Linked DNA regions of Ovis aries: region 2 is linked to region 1. A link is a contact called in public Hi-C data. All regions are on one chromosome and are shown on one strand. The core of a region is the stretch at or near the end of the contact, and the rest is flanking DNA. Distances in the headings are between cores, read along the strand shown. Region 1 holds the start of ILRUN (inflammation and lipid regulator with UBA-like and NBR1-like domains). Region 2 holds the start of ANKS1A (ankyrin repeat and sterile alpha motif domain containing 1A).

Region 1 (4,194 bases), core at 33-2,532:
AATCCTTACAACAAACCAATCTGGACAAGCACCATGATTAGCGATAACTGGCAGAATGAGGATTTTTCCCAAAGGCGTGGGACCTCAGAAGTTTTTAAAACCTGTTAGTCTCATTTGGTAGTAGGACAGAAGGAAGTAGAATCTTTTTGCCTTTCCAAAATCTCATGGCACCCCAGATGCTGCTGGTCTCTTATTCTAGCTGTCTACTTGTTGAAATTGTTATGGAAAACGTAGGAATGAAAGATAGTTTCTAATTTTGCAGCTCTGTATTTTCGGACAAGGCGTACAAACTTTCTGGATCTTACTTTCCTTAAGACAGAGAGCCACTTAAAGACAGATCATTTCTTTTTCGTCCTTCCCCCATGGGGATGTAGGAGAGTGTCGGGCAAACGTGGTGCGAGAAGGAATGAAGGGAGGTAGACCAGGCAGTCCCTATGCTTCCTTTCTTATTCTTTAGTTTCGAAATGGGGCCTTGATCAGGTACTATAAGTACTATATGCACAGTAACACTTTGCCTTCTAAAAACGAAACAAGGCAGGTCACATTCTCATGACTTAAACTTTATTTTGAGAGGCTTGGTGTTGACGGAGTGGGTGGAAGATTATATGCGGTGTTGGCATGGACCCGTGACTGCCGTTTGCATTGAGGCCTCCTTTACTTTCCGGAGACTGGAGACTACCGTTGCATAACAAAACATCACCGGTGCCACCAAGTGTGTGGCCGGCAACCAACTATTCAGGGCATTATCCCTCTGCGAAAGCAGCTCTAGAAACATGCAAACAAGCCCTTCCAGCGCGAGGGGCAAAGCCCTGGCTCCGAAGAAGAATGGGTCCTGCGTGCAATCTGGTACTTGGATCTCGTCCTAGTCTCTAGTTTCTTTCCCGACTTCAGTTTCCTCATCTCCAAAATGCTCGCACCGTCGTAGACCCAAGAGCCCCTAGCTTTCCCCCCTGCTCAAGCCCGAGGTTTTAACTCCTCCTCCTCAGGGTAGGGGCGGGGCGAGGAAAAGGTCAGGCCGGGAGTCACCTCCTCGCGCCTCCTGGCCTTCCCCTTCCTCCTTCCTTCCGCCCGCCCCCTCGCCCCACCGTGGTGAGGTCACGCGGGGGACGTCACGGGGTTGTGACGCCACTGAGGGCGGGCCTCCGAGAGGAAGGGGCGGGGCCTAGGCAGGCGACGCTTGCGCAGTGGGCGCGGCGCGGGAGGAGGCGGAGGCGGCGGCGCAGCTAGAGGCGGCGGCGGTGGAGGCGGCGGCGCCGGGGGGGGGGGGGGGGGGGGGAGCGCGAGAGCGAGTGAGCGGCTGAGAGAGTTTACCCCGATGAGGCGGTGAGAGGCCCGGGGCCTACCTCAGCGGAGCGGGCTCGCGGCGCCAGCTAGCAGCGGGCCCCCTCCCGGTCCCCGGGCCCGGCGGCGCGGCGGCTGCTTGGTTGTGAGGAGGCGGGGAAGCGAGTGTCCGGCCCCAGCCATGGAGGGTATGGACGTGGACCTGGACCCCGAGCTGATGCAGAAGTTCAGCTGCCTGGGCACCACGGACAAGGACGTGCTCATCTCCGAGTTTCAGCGGTTGCTCGGCTTCCAGCTCAACCCGGCCGGCTGCGCCTTCTTCCTGGACATGACCAACTGGTGAGCCGGCTCCGCCGCCGCGCCAGCCTCTGGCAGCGGCCTCGGGGCCCCGAGGGGAAGGGAAGGGACACCCGAGCTCGGCGGCAGGGCGGGCCGGGCGGGCTCTGAGGGACACCCCTCTCTAGGGGCGGGGAGGGCGTGTGGGGAGCCCTCGGGGCCTGGGAGGAATTAGGGGCCCAAGCAGGGCTAGAGGGGGACATAGGAGGAGAGTTGTGGGGCCACGGAGGGCAGGAGAGGCGGAAGGGAGGTCGGGGGGCTGGTGCTGAGGTTCGGAGGAGTGTTGTTAGCGGCCGAGGAACGTGGGAAGAGGAGGAAAAGGGCTTGAGCATCGAGGAACGGGGTCCACCTGGGAAGAAGGGGGCCGTGGTGTTGGCTAAAAGTAAAGCGGAAAATCCGAATTTGCGGAGTGGAAAAAAAGCTTGGGGTATGGAGTTAGAGGCTGAAGATGACGGGGGTTGAGGGGAAACTCTGGGAGAGAATTGGGTGCCGTGGGCAGGCAGAACCTGGCGCGCGGGTGAGACTTGGGAGTTAAGAACTGAGAACAGATCATTTGTGTGCGTCTCTCTTATTAAAGTGTGTGTCTCCATTCGAGGACAGACAGGAAAAAGGGGAAAACTTTACAGGGAAGGACAAGTGAGTAGGATAAGAAAGAGGACTTTCCGAAGAGCTGTGCCCGGGAAGGGGTGGGATCTACTAATGGAGGACCGGGCGTGCTAGACCCGGGGAAAACGTGAATAAAAGTGAAGGAGAGGAGGTTGTCCTGCGGGAGGGAACTTTTCTGACGGGATTGGAGCTCTGGGCTCCAGAGTACGGGAAGGGAGAGGGGCTTATCTCAGAGGCACTTACGGGGAAAAAAAAAAAAAAAAATGCTGGGTTGTTAGCCGTTTGGGAAAATGGAGAACTTGACTTTTTGGCTTGGAGTCTTCTTGTAGAAGACTGATTTGGGGTAGAGGGCCGTGATAACTTCGACTACAGGGGTGTTTCTTGGTTTTGGGTGGAGCACTTGCTATTTCTGGTAGCCAAGTTTCCCCTTGTTCTCTGAGGAGGGCTTGTCGAGTTCACTCAAGGTGAGTGATGAAGTGGAGACCATTAGACTTCCTTTGAAAGAATTTCAGGTGAAGCAGCTCATCTTTCTTTGGTCAGAAAGCCATGAGATGATTGCCCTTTGCTCTCTGTGTTGGGCACTCAGTCCCCTGGCATGTGGAATCTTGTTTCTTTTGGCATGACTTACAGAGCCAGGCTCCCCTTTATTCCGTGTCTACTTGATGCCTCAAGCAATGCCAGAAAAAGAGTCTGTAAGCTTTGTCTTTATCCCCTTTCTCATCCAACCCTATCCTGAGTGGTGCTTATCTTATAAATGAGTTTTGTAGCTGTGGTGGCTCCAAAGGTGATGTGTGAATATTTTTGTGGTTCATTGGTGGTTCCTGTTGTTTCATCTTTAAAGTTGATATAGTAACAGTGGGGTTGACTGCCTAGATGTTTAGAAGTATTTCTGATCCCCTGTTGGACTTTTATGTCCAACAGGGACTACAGCTTCCAGTCGTTTTCTGAGCACCAGCCTGTGTGTTTCATAGAGAGTGGCAGGGGCTATTGAAAACACTGAACAGAGGTAGTACCCTGGTGAAATTTGGAAGTAAAGCTATGTCTTGAGGAGGGTTGTGCCCTTGCCTGCCTGCTTCCCACCCCCAGGTCCTTTTCTTCCTGTTTACACTAGTTCAGCATAGGAAACTTGGCATATTGTTGCTGCCAGTTTGGTAGAAATCATTATTTCTCCCTACCCTCTTGTGAGTTGTGCCATTTAAATCCCACCCTAATAAGTTTTTAGTTTTTTAGAGTCAGTATTTATTAGTCCAATTATTATGGCTACAAAAACAATGTAATGAATTTTATATGCTTGAGGTATATGTGTTTAATGTCTAAGATTGTTTTTAAGTGTTGTGAAAGGTGAGGCTCAGTGTGGATGAAGAAAAAAAATTATGGTTGCATTATAAAATTTTTATTTGAATTTTATCTAAAACTTATTAAGCTTAGTGACAGAGTAGCATGTGTTCTGAGAAGATGTTATCTCTGTGTAAAACAAGGTGTGATACATTTCTGAGCGAAGGAGTGAGCCATTAAAAATGTATTCTGGTTCTAAAGCAGTTAGAAGTCAGTAGCTGCTTAAGAATTCAGACTATTAAGTGATAACTCAGCTGTAAGTACATTACCTATTTTTTTGACTGTGAAAGTCATATGTTATTTATTTTCTTTGATTATAAAGTAAAAAATTTGTGAATGAAAGGAAGTAAGGCTTGTTATTCTTTTTCCAATGAAAGCAGTTAGCTTCATAATCCAGTATTGTGTTTTGATTCCAATGTTGACCTGGCTAAATTTGTCTTGTTAGATTTTTATTTTAAAAAATGCTAATTATAATTGATAAAGTCTAGCTAAAATAAAATACATACATGAATGCATACTTGATCAAAATATTTGTGTGTTAAATATAAATATCCAAGGTCTAGAAATGTATCGTTTTTAAGTGTCATTTAATGTCTGACTTTGAAAACTTTTGAGATAGTCCTGATACAGGTTGCC
Region 2 (4,227 bases), core at 213-2,712, 150 kb before region 1:
GTGTCATTCCCTAATTAATACTTGTATTTATTCAACAAACCTTGAGTACTAATTATGTGACAGCATTGTCCTAGGGAGCTGTAGAAATTGCCACAAATGGTACTGATTTTTGCCTCCCCTAAAGAACTCCCTGGGAGCATTCTTCTCTTAGACTGCTTTTTAGTATCTTCCTGTATAGGCCTGGCTTTGTACTCAGTGATTAATACCTAACAATTTAATAGAGCCTTAGGCTTCTTTGGTCCAAGCTCACTCAAACTGAAGTTACATAAACTAATGGGGAACAAAAGCAAACGAAACCATTTCTAAGTGAACTTCCACTTCTTAAAAACCTCAAAAGAACAAGGAAGGAAAAGAAAACCGGCTATGAAAGTGCTGCTGAAACATCACATTTTACTCACACTGACAAAGCACCTCCAATCCCCTCCAAGCCACACAAAAAACGACCTTTTCCTCTCAATCCTTACAGCTCCAGATTCAAGTGTTTAACAACAGACCTCGGAAAAGTTTAAAGCACTCCTCAGTGTCCTAGACAAGTCCTTCTAACGCTTTATTTTTTGATGAATAAACCCCCTGATTGATGAACCGTGCATCTGCCACTTAACAGACTAATCCAGTGAGGTTCACTACAAGGAACTGGAATTTAAGCTTCAAGCACAAGAGGGACTCAAAGAACACTTTGAACGTGATAAACCTAGAGACGATTTTAATATAAACAACAAAAGCCACGTCCTGCAGAGCCTGGTGGAAGGTTCCAAGTTCCCCAAAGAATGGAATCGAGAGAATTTCTTCCAGGGGAACCGCGCGATTCTCCAAGGCGTGGGAGTTTCTGCAGGAGATGAGGGAGATTCAAAATACACATCTTTTCCCCCCTAAAGTGGCTTGTGAGATACAACAGCTGGCACCCGACGGTGAAGCCCGGGCTATGCCATGCGGCGGAGACTGCAACCTGGGCACTCCCACTATTCTTCGCAGCCCGGTAAGGACGGGAGATGAGGACAGCCCGACGCCGCGCGGACCCGCACCGGCGCCCCTCGCCCCTCGGGCCGCCTGCCCTCTCCCCGGGAAACCTAGCAAACCCAGCCCGCCAGGGTCTCCGGAGCCCCAATCTCTCCGGGGACCCAGGCGACGGGCGGGGGAAGGGGGGGTCTCCAAGAGCTACCCGGACCCGGAGCGTTACCTACCTGAGCAGACTGGACAGGGCATGGCTCGAGGAGCCAAGACCGCCGCCGCCGCCTCCAGAGCCGCCGCCGCCGCCGCTACCGCCTCCAGAGCCGCCGCCGCCGCCGCCGCCCCCGAAGCCTGAGGAGAGCCGCTTCCCGGACAGCAGCTTCTCCACGGCCGGGAGGTGTCCGGTGCGGGCCGCCTCCAGCAGCTCCTGCTCCTTCCCCATCCCCAGGGCCGCCGCCCCCTGAACCCCGTTCCCTGGGCCGCCGCCGAACCCGTTCTGGCTCCCAAACTTTCTGTCTCCGGGCAACGCACCCCCCGAGCCGGCCGGGGACACCACCCCCCTCCCCCCGCCTTGTCCCTCAGGGGCGCGTCACTTCCGGGATCCGGCGTCACGCGTCACCGCGCCCCCGCGCCCCGCCCCCGTGCCCACCTAGCTGGGCGGGGCCGCGCGGGCCAGAGCAGGTGGCTGCGGTCTGCCCCGAGTGGACCCGGCTGCGCCCTGATAAGCCTTCCCGGGCAAGAGGGATGCGTCGTGGGGTCACCCGCTGTACAAGTGGAAGGTGACGAGCGCGGTCCACCTGTCCGAGCCCCGCGAAGTGCGCTCCTTCTCCAGAGGTTTTGGGGACTCGGAAGACAGGAAATACGGTAATTCATCCAGGCAGTGTAGAAACAAAGAGAAGTGTGGTAACGCGCACCCACATTTGCAAGCCCATTCCCTCTCCACCATAAATATGTCATGGGTTTGGGAACCTAGTGATTAAAGATGTGAATAAAGTGCCCGCCTCCTCACCTCATGAGGAAAGAGAGGAGAATTTTAAAAGGGAGTATAACCCCACTTCATGTTCCCAATCTTGAAATGGCTCGTTAAAGCGAAACATTCAAAGAAAAGACTTCCCTCCCTTTAGGATTTGTTTCCTCTTTTTTTTTTTTTTTTTTTTTTTACTGCCCTCCCCCTCGCCCCACCATGGAGGACCTTAGCTCCCCAATCGAACCATCGCCCCCTTGCAATGGAAACGGAGTTCTAACAACTGAACTGCCAGGGAAGCCCTGTTTCCTCTTATTTTTGACGGATGTGAACCAAACTGACATTAAAGGTCAGATTTGTAAAACCGACTCTGATCTCGAGTACTGGTGAATTGGGAAATATGCAATTCGGCAGAAACTGCCTGTTTTGCTTCTGGTACTAGGGCTGTTTCTGGCTCGAAAAAGGCGCTCAGTAGTTGTGGAGTTAGTAATCAAATTGGATAAATTCAGTTCAAGCTGTACGACTGTTTTTAGGTGCTTGAGGAACAAAAGAGAAATGCTGACAATTCCATGTTAACACAAGCCTCTGAGGTCCAACTGAACGCGTACAAGGTTGAGTTCCTGTCTGCGTTTGCCCGGGAGCTGCTTTCCACAAGGGCGAACAGATGGAGTTTTCTCCTGTCCGCAAACTTTCCTCTGAGGAAAGCAGATTAGGAAGGCGTTAACAGGTTGTGCTTTGAGAAGGACGGAAAGAAAAAGGAGCCCTTCATTAAACAACAAAGCCCTCCTTTATAAATGCGGGCTTCTCAAGGTAGAAAATCCACAAACTGATTTCCGTACCCTCAACTTCCCCTCTCCGCACCGCCACCAAATAAGAAGTAAACCGAAGCCCTGCAACCCTCTGGGCGCGTGTCTAAATAACCCCTCGGTGCAGCGGTGTTGGTGATGTCATCGCAGCGCGACGACCGGAAGTAAGCTGCGGAGCCGCGGATCTGCGCGGCGTCCTGAGCTCGGGAGTCTGACAGGGGCGCGTTCTCCTCTCCTAGGTTCTAGCCGCGATGGATAATGCCTGCGAATCGCCCACGGAAAAAGGTGGAGAGACCGGGGAATCAGAGGAGACGACGGCGGCTCCTGGGGGCCCCAGGGTTACGGATATGGACGGAATCCCGGAGGAAACTGACGGTGACGGAGACGGGGAATTGAAAGAGGCCGCCGCTGAAGAAGGCGAGGTAGGGAGAGATGTGTCGATGAGGCCGGAGTAGCTTGTGTCACTTCTCGCCCGACAGGCCTCCTGTTTGGTCCCTCCCAAGCTAAGACAGTCGAGCTCACCATAACCCTTTAGATATACAGTCGCAGAGTTGGGGTAAGAAAGGAGAGGAAACCTTAGAGCCGTCTGAGTTCCAGTAAGTAACTCAACCATTAGGTCAGAATTTTTAATCACTGCCCTTAGGCGTTAAAGCTGCTTCAAAGAGGGGACTTCCCTAGCGATCCAGTGGTCAGGACTTCACTTTCCAATGCAGGCTGTGCGTGTTTCATCCCTGGTTGGGGAGCGAAGATCCCATTGCCTCGCAGCCGAAAAACCAAAACATTAAACAGAAGCAGTAATGTAACAAATCAATGAAGACTTTAAAAAGCCACTGCCAAGGGAATTTCAAATAGCTTCTTGGTTTTCCTGGTGAGGAAATTGGGGTCGATGCCAATTGACATTGAAACGGAGGGCAAAAGCTAGAACCCAGGATTCCTAATACCCCTTTCACCTCAATATTATGATTTCTGAGATATTGCTTAAGCATAACTTTGTCATTATAGGCTGAGTCGTTAAAGGGAGACTTTGAGGTAGTAATTTAGTCATGTTCTCCTCCTCTTGGGACATTTAACTGCTACCAGTGATCTGGGTGCTAATGTCCAAGAGTTTCTATAGCACCAAACTGCTATCCCAAGTGTTCAGCAGTGTTGCTTCTCTGAGTATCAGTCAGAAGACCAGAATCTTAAAGCCTTCAGTTCAGTTCAGTCGCTCAGTTGTGTCCGACTCTTAGCAACCCCATGAATCGCAGCACACCAGGCCTCCCTGTCCATCACCATCTCCCGGAGTTCACTCAAACTCATGTCCATTGAGTCAGTGATGCCATCCAGCTATCTCATCCTCTGTCCTCCCCTTCTCTTCCTACCCCCAATCCTTCCCAGCATCAGAGTCTTTTCCAATGAGTCAACTCTTCCCATGAGGTGGCCAAAGTACTGGAGTTTCAGCTTCAGCATCATTCCTTCCAAAGAACACCCAGGGCTAATCTCCTTTAGAATGGACTGGTTGGATCTCCT

Evidence for each region. Hi-C and Micro-C count contacts between places; a contact is called where the count stands out from the background.
Region 2: a contact with region 1 is called in a Hi-C map of blood, with 4 times the contacts expected there. The contact joins the promoter of ANKS1A here to the promoter of ILRUN in region 1. A contact is called at or near these places in 2 of 16 Hi-C or Micro-C datasets (blood and skin fibroblasts).

What each region holds. Positions count from the first base shown.
Region 1 is chr20:8,870,951-8,875,144 of ARS-UI_Ramb_v3.0, reverse strand. ILRUN (inflammation and lipid regulator with UBA-like and NBR1-like domains) reads left to right here and starts at 1,282. Exons shown (of 5, transcript XM_042237257.2): 1 at 1,282-1,620. The coding sequence starts at 1,463.
Region 2 is chr20:9,019,369-9,023,595 of ARS-UI_Ramb_v3.0, reverse strand. ANKS1A (ankyrin repeat and sterile alpha motif domain containing 1A) reads right to left here and starts at 1,462. Exons shown (of 24, transcript XM_042237563.2): 1 at 1,182-1,462. The coding sequence starts at 1,390. It overlaps TAF11 (TATA-box binding protein associated factor 11), which reads left to right and starts at 2,879. Exons shown (of 4, transcript XM_060403100.1): 1 at 2,879-3,140. The coding sequence starts at 2,970.